2 separate regions of the Callithrix jacchus genome follow, and region 2 is linked to region 1. Evidence: chromatin contacts called from public Hi-C data. All regions are on one chromosome and are shown on one strand. The core of a region is the stretch at or near the end of the contact, and the rest is flanking DNA. Distances in the headings are between cores, read along the strand shown.

What was found. Hi-C and Micro-C count contacts between places; a contact is called where the count stands out from the background.
Region 2: a contact with region 1 is called in a Hi-C map of skeletal muscle, with 12 times the contacts expected there. The contact joins two enhancer-like sites. A contact is called at or near these places in 2 of 3 Hi-C or Micro-C datasets (both in skeletal muscle).

Annotation. Positions count from the first base shown.
Region 1 is chr14:11,464,629-11,471,789 of calJac240_pri, reverse strand. It overlaps the pseudogene LOC100402167. Among named protein-coding and RNA genes, the nearest start is that of RFX8, 44 kb to the right of the region's middle. Within about 2 kb of position 4,064, at least 2 of the 16 cell types and tissues checked have an H3K27ac peak or open chromatin away from gene starts, as enhancers often do. A contact at or near this core is called in skeletal muscle, where this site is marked.
Region 2 is chr14:11,770,087-11,777,247 of calJac240_pri, reverse strand. MAP4K4 (mitogen-activated protein kinase kinase kinase kinase 4) reads right to left here. Exons shown (of 30, transcript XM_078348850.1): 6 at 4,937-5,027; 7 at 2,677-2,807; 8 at 859-913. Among named protein-coding and RNA genes, the nearest start is that of MAP4K4, 130 kb to the right of the region's middle. Within about 2 kb of position 3,712, at least 2 of the 16 cell types and tissues checked have an H3K27ac peak or open chromatin away from gene starts, as enhancers often do. A contact at or near this core is called in skeletal muscle, where this site is marked.

The sequences.
Region 1 (7,161 bases), core at 2,815-5,314:
GCAAGCCAGGAAGCAGTCCCTCTCCAGGAACCACATCCGCCAGAACCTTGATCTTGGATTTCCGGCCTCTAGAACTATGAGAAATAAATTTCCGTTGTTAAAGTCACTCAGTCCATGGCATTTTGTTATAACAGCCCAAGCAGTCTAAGACATTTCCCAGCTCTCCCTTCCATAAATCTGCCCTGTATTCTCCCCAGTCTAGGGGCTGTCCACTCCCTCCCTGCCTCTGGGTGGAAGGCAGCTGTTGAGTTCACTTTTGCATAACTTATCTGGTGAAACTTTGTTGTCTCAGGGCTCACTCAGAGAAAAATAACCTGCTCTTAAACTCAGCCTAGAAACTAGAAAATTACTTTTTAAATAGAGAAAACACTCACTTAACATGGCTTTAGACCTGCACTGCAGCCACCAGCCTGAGCCATGGGCCACCAAGCCCTCCTGCTTCTGCTGGTGGCTTTCCTGGTGTCTGGGACCACCACAGCTCTCCAGCTGGCCTTAAGGGCTCTCGGCAGCCTACACTTGCCAGCCAACCCCACATCCCACCTGGCTGTTGCCAAGAACTACTCGGTTCTCCACTTCCATCAGAGGGTTGATCATTTTGGATTTAATACTGTGAAAACTTTTTTAACAGCAGTATCTAATAGCTGATAAATGCTGGAAGAAAGAAGACAGGGACATCATCTGGTTTTGCAGTAATACGTGGTTCATATGGTACACAGCTGAGGAACTGAAAGCTACGTTGGTGTATGCTGAACAGAGATACTGTGGAGACTCCCTGCCCTGTGATGACCCATTCAAGGATTCTGAACACCTGGATCTCCTGACATCAGAACAAGCTCTGGCTGATTCTGCAGAGCTAATCAAACACTTGAACAGAACAATCCTAAGAGCTGAAAAGCACCCTGTTGTGGCCTCCAGGGTCCATACGGTGGCATGCTTGCAGCCTAGCTCAGGATGAAATACCCTCATATGGTAGTTGGAGCTCTTGCAACTTCTGCCTTAATCTGGCAGTTTAAGGATTTGGTACCTCATGGTGTATTTATGAAGATCATAACTACAGATTTTAGGAAGAGTGGTCCATATTGTTCAGAGAACATCCACAGGTCCTGGGATGCCCTTAATCGACTCTCAAATATGGGGAGTAGTTTGCAGTGGCTTACTGACATTCGACATTTGAAAGGCTGGATCTCTAAAACCTAGGTGGGGCTTGCAGGGGTGAGCTATCCTTATGCCTCTAACGCTTTATAGCATTTGCCTGCTTGGCCTATCAAGGCCATGTGCCAATATTTGAGAAAAACCAATGTATCGGATTCATTGTTGCTGCAGAATATTTTCCAAACTGTGAGTGTATATTCCAACGATTCGGGCCAGATGACATGCCCGAGTAGTTCAGAGGCAACAGCTAGCACTCTGGGATTCCTGGGTTGGAGTTATCAGGCCTGCTCAGAAATAGTCATGCACTTTTGTATCGATGACCTGTTTGAACTTCACTCGTGGAACCTGAAGGAGTTTTCTGATAAGTGTTTTAAACAGCGGAGTGTGAGACCAAGGCCCTCCTGGATCACTACTATGTATGGAGACAAAAAAATAGTTCATACATGGACATTGTTTTCAGCAATGGTAAGCTAGACCCCTGGTCAAGAGGTGGAGTAATCAAGGACATCGCAGACACCTTTGCTGTAGTCACCATCTCAAAAGGGCCCACCGTTTAGATCTCTGAGTCAACCATACCTGAGATCCCACGTCTGTGCTGTTAGCCCCCTCCTTGGAAGTTAGATACATGAAGAAATGGATCACGGATTTCCACCACAGGGCAGGAAAGCAGCACTCAAAAACTTTTGATCATTTTTAGTTTCTTCTTTTATGTTCACACCACCCACATTCCTGTTCACTTTCATTTTCTACATGTAATTACTTTCCCTTGTTCCTCACTCAATTTGCACCGAGGTGGAGACAGAAGAGAGGGTGATGGTGGTGACAGTAGCCATCCCAGGAGTGTGATTTCCTGGGCTTTCGCTGTCTTTATGCTACCTCCAGGAAGATTCTTTTCCTGATCGCTCTCCCACACCATCAGTGGCCCTCATCAGTGGAGCAGAGTTCCTGACTGCCTTTCACAGAGGAAGAGTCATTTCCTATGTTTCTCTGCAATCAGGGATTTCTCCTTGGTTTTGAGGTTGAAGTCTCTTTGACCCATTTATAAGTCCCCACCCCTACCCCCACAAAAAGGAAAAGCAAAGGATAGATAAAAATGATGTAATTGCAGCTGGTAGGATGTCTGATGCCAATCCAGGAAATGGGAGCCATTTCTTTTGTACTGGATTTAATGATTTAATGACTTCGAACTGTGCTGGTTTTTTTTTTTTTTTTTTTTTTTCGTAGAGATGGGGATTTCTCCATGTTGCCCAGTCTGGTCTCGAACTCCTGAGGCTCAAGTGATCTGCCTACCTCAGCATCCCAAAATGCTGGGATTACAGGCATGAGCTATCAACCCAGGCCTGTGCTTTAAATAAAGAATAAGCCTGAACCTTTAAAAAAATATGGCCTTTGGGAGGATGAAGTTGGCAGATGCTGAGGTCAGTAGATCAAGACCATCCTGGCCAACAAGGTAAAACTCCATCTCTACTAAAAATACAAAAATTAGCTGGGTGTGATGGTGCATACCTGTAATCCCAGCTACTTGGGAAGCTGAGGCAGAAGAATTGCTTGAACCCAGGAGGCAGAAGTTGCAGTGAGCAGAGATTACACCACCGCACTCCAGCCTGACGACAGAGTTAGACTCCGTATTTTTAAAAAAAAAAAAAGGCTTTACATGCACAGGTACAGGCAGAGCTCACACTTTCTAACCTTTTTAAGTTCACCTATTATACTGATATACTGCAATTGACTAAGTCATTCCCCTATTGTTGGTTCTGCAAATTATTTCCAAGTTTTTATTACTGCAAACAGCAGCAATCTGGACATTTTACTATTGATTCCTTTCTCTAACTTTTAGACATCTCCTCAAAGTTTCCTGGTTAGAGTATGAGTTATCTCATGGTTTTTTTTTTTTTTTTTTGAGACAGGGTCTGGCTCTGGCTCCCAGGCTGGAGTGCAGTAGCATGATCTCAGCTCACAGCAACTTTCACCTCCCAGATCAAGTGATCCGCCCATCTCAGTCTCCCGATTACAGGTGCACACTACCACACTGAGCTTTTTCTTTTTTTGGTAGAGACAGGGTTTCACCATGTTGGCCAGGCTGGTCTCTAACTCCTTAACTCAAGTGATCCGCCTGCCTCACCCTCCCAAAGTGTTGGGATTACAGGCATAAGCCACTGGGCCTGGCTATCTCACTGCTCTTAGAGCAAAGGCCACATTGCTTTGCCAAAGCCACTATGATACGTAGGGCACCAGTGATGTGCAAATGAGCCTGTTCTATCTCATACCTACCAGTACTAAGTAGTGTCATTTCCCTTTATTTGAATAAGTATATTTAAAATATACTTATTGGGCTCTTAGAATTATTTAGTTATTCATTTCTTTCTACTCAGAGTTGTTTACATTGTAATTAACAAAATGCTGACAACACTCAGAAATTAATTTGGCAAAATAATCGGAAATTAAATCCAAAATCTCTGCCTGAAGGCTCACAGATTCAACTCTGACACAGCCCTTTTCCTGTTCTTGAATGGGTAAGTTATTGGTTTTTAATATGAGTTAAACTTGAAAGGATTTATGAGGACAAATGGTGAATGACAAAGCAAACAAACGGATAGATAAGCAAGGAGGTATTTCCTTTTCCAACACGGGCCTCCTCAAAGTCACGGTGTTCATTGCAGGCCATCTAGTGGATCCACGTGGGAAAAATGCCCAGTGCTGAGGGAGGGGAAGGAGAGAGGGGAGCTGTTTTCCCAGGTGCGCACAGATCCGGCAGGCTCTCCAGACACAGGACGCCAACTTAGGGTCCTGTTCCTCACAGGAGGAAGAGTTGCAGGATCCCCTGCTCCCAGCAGTTCCCGAGTACAATCATTCTGCATTTCCTGGGGAGATGATCCGGCCAGCCTCTTCCTGGCGTGGGTGTGTGGGTGTGTGTTAACACAGTTGTTAACATCTACTTATGAAACTGCTTAAACTTGGGGGCTCAGTGAAAGACCCGACTTTCTAGCGCAGAAAACATCCCCCAACTTCCGTAAGCTGAGGTGCCAACATTACAGGCTTTTATTCCTTCGCCAACCATGCATGTAGTCCCCTGTATATGGGTCAGGCTGTGTGCATTCTACAGGTGGCTTTAGCTGGGTCTGAGTCCAAAGTAGAGGAAAGGACTCAGTTGTGAAAAACCAATGAATTTTAGACGGCAATGAGATGAGCATGGGGCCACTCTATGATAGAGAAGCAGAGAAGGGTCCGTGGAGGAGGTGGAATTTTCTTTTTCCTCATAAGCTTAAATTTGGCTTTATTTACACAAAATGACACATGCTTATAAAAATTGATAAAAGTAAAACATGAATAGTTCCCTCCTTCCCCTAAGCACTTCCATTCCCAACAGGTGACCACTGTTTAGAGTCGGCTTGGTATAATTAATTCCAGGAGGTGGATTTTAAACTGAGTTTTAATGATGAGATTTGGTCGGTGGAGGGGATGGGAGAAGAATGATGTGCTGGGACCCTGGAGTGGGAAGAGTTAACTATAGATAGGCACAGAGACGTTATCATTGTGACATTCTAATTGTCTAATATCTTCAGGTCCCTTGAGTTTCTGGCAGTCTTCATTATTAAAAAAAAAAAGAAGAAGAAGAAAGAAAGAAAAGAAAGAGGAAAAAAAGAGTTAATTCATTCCAGACACCTGAATTCCTTCAGTTTTTTTTTTTTTTTTTTTTTTTTTTTTTGCTTTCTTCTTTGGTTTGACCACTGGGTGAACCCAAGATGATGAATCATGAGGCTTCACCTCACAAATGTTCTATTGCAAGGCCTTTGACTTTCAGAACTTTTTTTATTGCATGTAGATTGGAAGGGTGGCATTTATTTACCTGTAATTGTTGGGGCTTTTGCTATGCAGAAGCATGTACTTAACTCCTGATTCAGTTACTCACAGCCTTGTTCTCTGTAGACCTCCTGGACTAGTTTCTATGCCCTTCTCCCAGACAACTTATACCAAACTCCGTCAGAGTACTTAACAATCTATATTGAAAATTGCTACTAATTGTTTGACTATATGCAGACCATAAAGCCCATGGAAGCTGTCTACTCACTGTGGTAGGCTCAGTGCCTAGGATCTCAAGTGTCTGCAGAATGAATGTATGAGTAATGAACAACCAACGTCCTAGAGGAAATCTATTGCAGGAGTGGCTACAGAGTAAGTACATTAGCCACGGGGCACAAGGGATAAACAGATAACTCACTGCCACCTCAGTACTGCTCCTCACACAGGAAGTCTGAGGTTGGCCTTTGTTGATGCCCGACTCATTTGTTCTTGAGGAGTGTTAGAACATTCTGGGATCACACTGTTCGGTGTGTGACACACATTCTCCCCAACCCTTTTCCTCTACCTCTTCCCCAGTCAGTTGTGACCCACAGTCAGCACATGCTACAAAATCATTCTTGCACATGGATGGCACCACTCCATGGCCCGTACTTACCTCCTCTCGGAGCCTCAGAGGGAGCCAGCCTGTTGCACAGAGTGTGGACAGCCCAGTCTCAGGCAACTGCCCCAGCTCCAGGGTCCACACTGAACCCTGATCCTGTTGCTCTTTTCCTTAACTCTTCAGTTTCTTGATGTCCTCCTCAGCCTCTTCATGTCTGCCTCAGGTCCTCTGAGCTAGTCAGGAGAGGCTAGATGCTGCTGCAGTAACAAGCATCTTCCAAATCTTAATGACCTCATACATTAAGTTTGTAACTGTCATAGGTCTATTGCCTGACATGTGCAGCAAGTCAATATGCCAAGAGATTGGGTCACAGCAGAGAAATAGGTTTAATTATAGGGCCGATGAATGAGGAGATGGGAGAAACCCTCAAATCTGTGTCCCTGATGAGTTAGTGTTTTGAAGGGTTTCAGAGTGGGCTGAAGTGCGGATTGGTAGAAAAGTGCAAGGTAAAGTCATGGGGCAGGAGAGGAAGAAGCTGGATTCTCGTGATGATTTGTTTCTCTGTGGGGGTCTTCAAACTGGTTAGTGTCAGTTGTTCCACTGAAATTTGGGATCTGGAAAATGTCTTCAGGAGTTCTTAAACAAAAGTCTCTAACACCAGAGATCCTATCTATAGGAACAATGGGGATGCCAGTGGTTGCTATCCAGTGCTGCGTGACTTTCCCTTATAAGGAAGTGGGTCAAAGGGCAGCCTGATGCTGGGCACAGGGGCTCACGCCTGTAATGCCGGCATGTTGGGAAGCCTAGGAGGGTGGATCACTTGAGCCCAGGAGTTTGAGGCCAGCTATTAGGCAACACAGCAAGACCGTCTCTCTACAAAAAATAATTGAAAAGAAATTAGCCAAGTACGGTGGCATTTGTCGGTGGTCCCAGTTACACAGGAGGCTGAGGTAGAAGGATCATATGAGCCCAGGAGGTTGAGGCTGCAGTGAGTCATGATTATACCACTGTACTCCAGCCTGGGCAATGGAGCAAACCTATCTCAGAAAAAAAAAAAAAAAATAGTGCATCCTGCTTAATGCTTAATTATATTTCTATCCAGAATTCTTGTCAGTCATATGAGGATGGCTTCAAGTTTGTTGCTTGCTGGTCCTACATGTCTAATACGGGTTGGCAGGGATTTCTACAAACATTTAAGGACCTAGGTTGATAAAGGTTTCTCCACACCCAAGTCCCTGATCACTGTGACATGAGAAGGAGGCAATGCAACAAATTGCACACAAGCCCCCAAAGCTCACACTTCGAGGCCAAAGCAAGTTATGTGGACAGGCCTAATTTCAGTGGGTGCACAGAATTAAAATCTTACCACGAACTAGAAGGAGAAAAGAATTAGAATAGTTGTGGATGGCTTTAGTGACTGCAGCCTCCCCTCTTACTGACAGTGTGCGGAGACCTACCAGCCCTGCTGACCTTGGCTGTCCTTCCTGGCTCAGCTTGGCTCACTCCTTCCATTTTAATCCACCCACGGGTTGCAGGGGAAAAAAATCTCTCTGGCTGAGGAAACCAACCGCTACTTCCTGCCAGAGGAAGGAATAGATCATCATTCA
Region 2 (7,161 bases), core at 2,463-4,962, 310 kb before region 1:
ATTTACCTTCAAAAGACTCTTACAAGGCACCTGGGCAATGAGGAGAGGCAGACAATGCTATTCTCCTTGTGAACAAAAATGAGACTAAGGATGAGGTGGTACTTCCCTGCCTCACTTCCTTAGAAAGAAGCACAAGGGAATGTATGGTGTTTAAGGCAGATCTCTATTTCTGTATTAAAAACTAATTTAAAAACTAATTTTTAACTGTCAACAATTATTTTCATTCATTCAACAAATATTTATTCAGCAGCAACTATGTCCCGTGACACAGTTAAACATTCTTTGTGTATACCTTTTTAAATGGGGACCGGCAGAAAATGCTTTGGTTTTTTCCCTTTGTTCTCTGTAAATCTATCTCATCTGTGATCAGAAATGATTTATATCAAGTTCTCATTAATTGAATTCAATGGAGAAGCAAACACAAAATTTCAGTTAACACACACAAAAAAATTATACCATAAATAAAGTTATGCCTCCATTAGTTAAGTCAAAACTTAAGTAATACTAAAATTTCATGTGTTAGGACTAGTTTCACTGAATTATCCAATTTAAAATGTAAAAAGAAAACTTACTACTTACTATCTGATCTCGGCACTACTTCAGGTCACATATGTGAATACAACTTAAATAAAAGAAAAGGTAGCCTATTGGACTCCTAGAGATCTCCAAAAGGAATAGTAATAGTGGTTGCCAAGAATTTCTTTTACATCTAAAACTTAACTATATTTATGATGCCTTCATCTAAACAGTCTACCAGAAATGTCTTTATCCATGGAGCTGAGCTGTTCTTTTTGAAGTCTTGGGAGGGGGTTAAGTTACAAGTAACAAGTGAGCTAAAAAGAAAAGAAAATTACTTACGTGGAGCACCTTCTGCCATTTCAATGGCTGTAATGCCACAAGACCAAAGATCACTCTGCAAAAATAAAACAGTATGTATGGATACTAGAGTAGCTACAAAGCCACTAACTTACATTTCTGGCTATTTACACAACTTTGCTATATAAACCAAAACGAAGTTTGCCAGAAAATTAAAAGCACAAACACATTTGTAGAACACCGGATGGATGGATGGATGGATGGATGGATGGATGGATGGATGGATGGACGGATGGACGGATGAACAGATGGATGGAAAGAGAAAATTGATTTGTTAATTAAAACCATTCACATCTATAAATGAACTAGAGCTGGTCCACTTAAAAGCCTGTGTCTAAATATTCAGTGAATGGTCTACTGTTCAGTATGTTTCTTCATTTCTTCATAAGCATTTAATATTTTAGACCTCTGGCCCAGATTTATGTTTAATGTTGGTAACTCAAACTTAACTAAGATTTTAAAGTTTAAAGGCCAGAAAGCATTTTTTAAAAAATGTTCACCATTGAATTCATAAAACCTAAAGTGGTTCACTAATTCAAATCATGCCACTAAGCATCCCCATCCCACCTGCAAACCAAACAAGTCAACTGGTTTTCTGCACAAGGAATTTTTTTCTGATTCACCTGAAATACTGAAATTTAAAATTTGAATTACACTTCACTTTCTGCGCAAAAATAAGTTCCATGAAGGCAGGCGTTTTTGCCAGTTTTATTTACTTTTGTATTGGCAGGTACTGACTAAACACTGCCTGACGTAAAAGTCTTAGCAGATGATATTTCTTAAAATCCAAAAGAAGATTTTTGAAAAGTAGATGAGGATACTTACTGTCATTACTATATATTTGTTTATATGCTATCCTAACCAATGAATTAAATTTGCTCAGTTTAAGAGTTTTTCTAAATAATCTATATTTACATTACAAAGTTCAGACACATATGTCTGAATACAACAAAAAGGAGAGACCTATCATTCCTCCCCTAAACTTTCTATACTATTGGGGTACACAAAGGGGCTCATTACCCTACCCCAGTGGTCACTCCTAGCAACATGAATGGGGGATGAGCAGTTCTGCATGACCCTGCTTTGAGGCAAAACAAAGCACCTCCACCTTCACCTCCCCAGTGGTGATCTTGCTTGACTCAAATTAAGCCTTTCCAGTTTACAGGAAACAAACTCAATGGCATAAAGAAGTAATGAGACAAATCTAGAGGGTAGAACATTAGACAACAGGCTCATCTAATTAAGGCATGGATTTTTAAAAATAGTTTTTATAAAAATAGTAATCTGAGTCTGATAACAAATATAGATTTACATCTCAATTTTTTTTAAAGTGCATTATTGATTCAAGTCCCTAGAGGTCACTCTAATAATTTAAATAAATTTGTGTACCAAATCAAAGCTGTAAAGCTGTTTAAAAATATATATATATATATAATTTCACTCAAATGAAACTATTACTATAATTGGCAATATTTTAAAAAGAATATTTGATTCTAATATATACTTCAAGTTAAAAAGGATAAGCAAATAAAAGCAAAACGTTCTAGCCACGACAGAGTGCTCCAGACTACTTTGAAACCAGTGTATTCCTTAGTGAGAACACAGTCACGTGATGCAAATGGACAAAAAAGATGGCATCTGAATACTGTCCTAGAAAATTTGCACCTGAAATTTTCCTCACTGACAATCTTCCTCCCTGAAAAAGCAGGCAGACAAGGGGTGTGTAATTTGTAAGTAAAGCCCCCATCCCTCAGGCATGCCAGTGGCCCTGCAAAGGCCTATGGAGCAAGTGCCTCTTACTCTGTAATCATAGGTGGCATCTGGGTTCTCGTCACAGGCGATCACCTCCGGAGCCATCCAGTAGGGAGTGCCTATGAATGTATTTCTCCGCCCCACCGTCCTGTCCAGCTGAGCACTCACACCAAAGTCGACTGTGGGAGGAAGAGAAAGGAAGATAAAGTGAAACACAATTACAAACCAGACATACTTGGGGAAAAACTCAAGGAGGATAAACGTCTTCATAGTAAACTGAAACAGCAGTGCTTCATCAATATGCAGTCCTCTTCAAGGCAGGCAACACTGGTCAGGAGTGCCCTTCCACAGTAAAGCAACCAAAACTGTGAGATCCTCTACCAAGTAGTCCAGAAGCTCCTGGGAGGCCTGGATCTGGCTGCCTTCCCAGCTTCTCCAACAGTGACCAGCAGAGGGCCTTGTAAATGAACCACAACCTTGAGTGCTTTCAGAGAACTGCCACAAACAAGATCAAGTCACAGAGAGCCCCAGGTTCAGGAAAACTGATTGAGATGCACTTGACTTACCTTATTAAGCAGTATACTTCTTATAGGTATATAAGAAATACACTTTCTTATATTTAATAACCATAAATAGAAAACCACAAATGTTTTCTTGAAAAGAACACAGTACTGAATCAAATAAAGAAAATCAAGCTAAACCACATGTTCAAAAACACCCCCCAAAGCACTTGGGACTTCTGCTGATTTTTCAGTGACTTCTGCATCCCACCCAATTGGGTGGTGGTGGTGGTGGTGGTGGTGGTGGTGGTGGTCTAGAGGAAAGTTCAAAGATGGGAGGCAGAGTTGGCAGGAAGACCATGACCTCTAACAGAATGCCTGCCATCAGTCACTGCTGACACTATCACTACACACCCGGCCATTACCACCCCAGCAGGAACCTGCAAAGGTGGAGGAGCCCATGCTGAGATGAGTTACAGGAATCATAGATTCAACTTCTATGCACAGAACACGCTCAGAAAATGGCTTGTCCAGGGTGTGGACTCACTCACTGAGTGCTCCTCCAGAGACAGAGAAACACACAGGCCAGTCAGTGCAGGAACCAGAGACACACGGGCCAGCCAGTCAGTGCAAGAAGCCTAAGCAATCACAGAAACTTGGAAGGCAATGGTAACCAATCACTAAGTGATCCTCAGGGACTATCACAGGCTGGTACCTGGAGACCAGTGCAGGGTTTGGTAGGAGAACTGCTCAAGTGCTTCCTATCTTAGCCTTGAGGGGAGTTTCCAATTGGGCAGACTACTCCTCTACAGAAGACCAACAAACACAGACTATGTAAGAAATTAACTATGAAGGTCTTACTTTTACAGTACAACAGCTGTGCCTATGATTTCTAAAAGAAAGGTAGAGTAGACCCATATAAACATAAAGAATTTTGTTGTTATGTGTTAGTGGAAGAAAAATTAATACAAACTGTTTAAAAATTTGATACAACACTTAGATGAAAGTGATTCGAATGAGTTCAGACCCAGCTAAGGGAAACAAGAAATATAAAAGAATCCTTGTAAATAACTCTAGGAAAGCATCATGGGCTGTAATTATCTATCCAAGCAGAAATTTATCAAGCACCTACTACAATAAAGTCATTATATGCTAGGTGCTGGGTAATATACTAGTTGCTGCATTCCCAGAACTCACATTCTGACAAAGCAGACAGTAACAGAAGTAAACAAACAATCACATAACTATAAATTGTGAATAATACTACAAAACAAACAAGTACCAGGGTCCAAGACAGATCGGAGGTTGGAAAGGCCCCTGAACATGAGAAAAAAAACTGACTTCAAAATTGAAGTCAAGTCTCAAGAAGTTTAAAAAAAAGAAAATAAGACAGCAATGGATAAAGAGAGAAATAAAGAGGGACATAAAATGAGGAGGGGAAAGTAGCACGGGTCAGATCTTACATGGCTTTTTATGGGCCAGGGTGAGAAATGCAGGTTTTATCCAAAGTAAAGTAGGACTCCATTAAGGGTCTACAAGTAGGAAAGTGGCATGGTCTGATCTGAAGATCAGTCTGGCTGCTGTATAGAGAAGGGGGAGATGGGCGGAGGCGTGAACAAACATACAAACATGGAAGTGGGAAGGCTGGAGCCAGGGTAAGCAATATGCTCGGTTCCCACATTCTTAAGAACAGAAATAGAAAACATGGGTAACAGACTGAACTTTTAGCTAGATGGAAGCAGAGTTGGGAGTGCAACTGGCTTGTGCCAGGTGCAAGTATGAGATCACGCCGCACATCCATTACATACCAAGTTTCACCTCTGCATTCTCGGTCAGTAACACATTCTGGCCCTTGATATCCCGGTGAATCACGTGATGAATGTGAAGATGTGCCAGTCCCTGAATAGAAAAGACAGGCCCAAACTTTAGTTTTCTGTTACTATAAATAAACAGCCAGGAACACACCTTTTATAAGAAAGTACACAAGCGGATCAAAGGTTTTTGTGAGCTAACATTAACTTCACTCTTAGCTATTCCCAGGAAGATAGCACCAATACTACCACACACACAGAAAGAAGTCCTCCTCACCCTCCACACTCCCAGCAGGTTAAGTTCCCTGTGTGAGCAACATGACCACTTGTAGCTGTGCCTTTAAGATACACTGCAGATTACCATCTGCAGTTTCTCTGCTATAATTTGTGCTATTTGTGTACAGGGTGGTTCCTTTCCCATGCTAAATGTCTAGATGGTGACCCCATGGGCATATTTGAACTAAACACATCACAGGGGAAAAGCAAAGGGCAAGAGAGGGCTTTAAAATCTGGCTCTTTTAACAATGGCTAGCTTTCCCACTGCACAGTGACAAACTGCTAAGTGCTGATCAATCCCACCTTCACCCCAAGCATAAAAGGAATATGCTGTCAGAAGAGCCTTGTGTTCAAATAAAGTATCTTTCTTTCCCAATGAAACAAACCTACTGGGCATATAACACTTTTGATGACCTTGTATCTGGAATGAGGCCCAAAAACTTGTCTCTTATGAGAGGTAGTGGAAGAACAAAAACACATGTTGCATCCAAATATGGTCCATGAGACAGCAATGCATCATTCTCACAACTCATTACTTATTCTGTCCTCAGCTAGAGAAGCCAAAGATACAGCTTGCCTCCTTAAGATACAAGCAACCTATTTACTCTAAAATGTCTCAATCCAAAAAGGGCAGATTACAAGTAAGGGTTATTTGGTTTTTCCTGTTTGCTTCTTTTTTTTATGGGGTTTATTATTATCATTACTTTGTAAGATATGAATTAAATACAACAGCTCCTCTAGAATACTAATTTTTCTAACAGGGGGTTTCTAAACATTCATTTACTGGTCTGTCTATGAAACAGAGTAGAGCTTATTTGACAGCTCTGTTTATTTTTCACAACACAGGATGTGCGGTATTATACCACAAAGCACTGACTAGAGAAAAATGCACTAAAAATATATGGTACCTTACTGCTATAGTTAGGAACAAAGTCCCTCCTCTCAGCATGGTATAACTTCAAACAGCAAAAGGAGAGACACAAAAGCTAGCTTCCCTAATTTTTTGTAATTACTTTTTCTGTTACTTCACTTCATTTTTGTTCGCTAACCTGCAAAACTTCCTTCTTAAATTTTTACAAGATTATCTTAACAACAAACATAAGCACCCACATCTTCTCAAACAAATATGGCTCTCATGCACTCTTGTTCTTTACTAGCAAATGTATGGAACAATGCCTGCTTTCCTGTCTATACTGCTATAGGATCACTGCTTCTACAGGGAATTAGGTGGGTCTAACAGCTCTGCAACAATGTTAACTTGACTTATGATTATTCTGAACAGTAAGTACATTTTTCTTCCATGAAGTACCTGGGAGCGTATGTGTGTTCAACTAGTTCCATACCAGAAATGAGGCCACAATTATCCTTCCTTAGCAGAAATGCCAAGTCCAAATATTCAGCGAGGAACCTATCTCTCCTCAAACAAATCCATCAGTGTTTCTAAACTAGGAAACATTTTCCCCTTAATTCTTTATCAGTCATTGTCACAGAATAAAAGAGCAGTCAAAGGCTGTCATACAGTATTGGTTATAGAAAGCTGTAAGTTCCCATACTCAATATGAAGTATTGATTTCAGCCAAAATGAGAAAGTGCCATGTGGAACATGAACATGGAAGTGGGCTGAAAAGAACACGCTGGTCTTGCTGTGAAGCCTTGTGGTTCAGAGGGTTACAGTGTTCTGGCCCCAAAAAGCACTTCCCTAACGGCTGAGGCCTACCTGCTTAGGACCCTCACCATTCAAAGGGTCTGATCATAATAATCATAAGGTCTAAATCCAACATCTAGTGAGAAATGAGGAAAGATTTTGCCACCACAGAAATTGTCTAATCCCAACCATCTTGAGAACATGTTATCTGTCTGGGGGTGGCTGCATTCCTTTCTCATGTGACCTCACCTCCAGCTTATCATCTTGTGTTCTCTTTACCAAAGCCAACTCTTAGTAACCC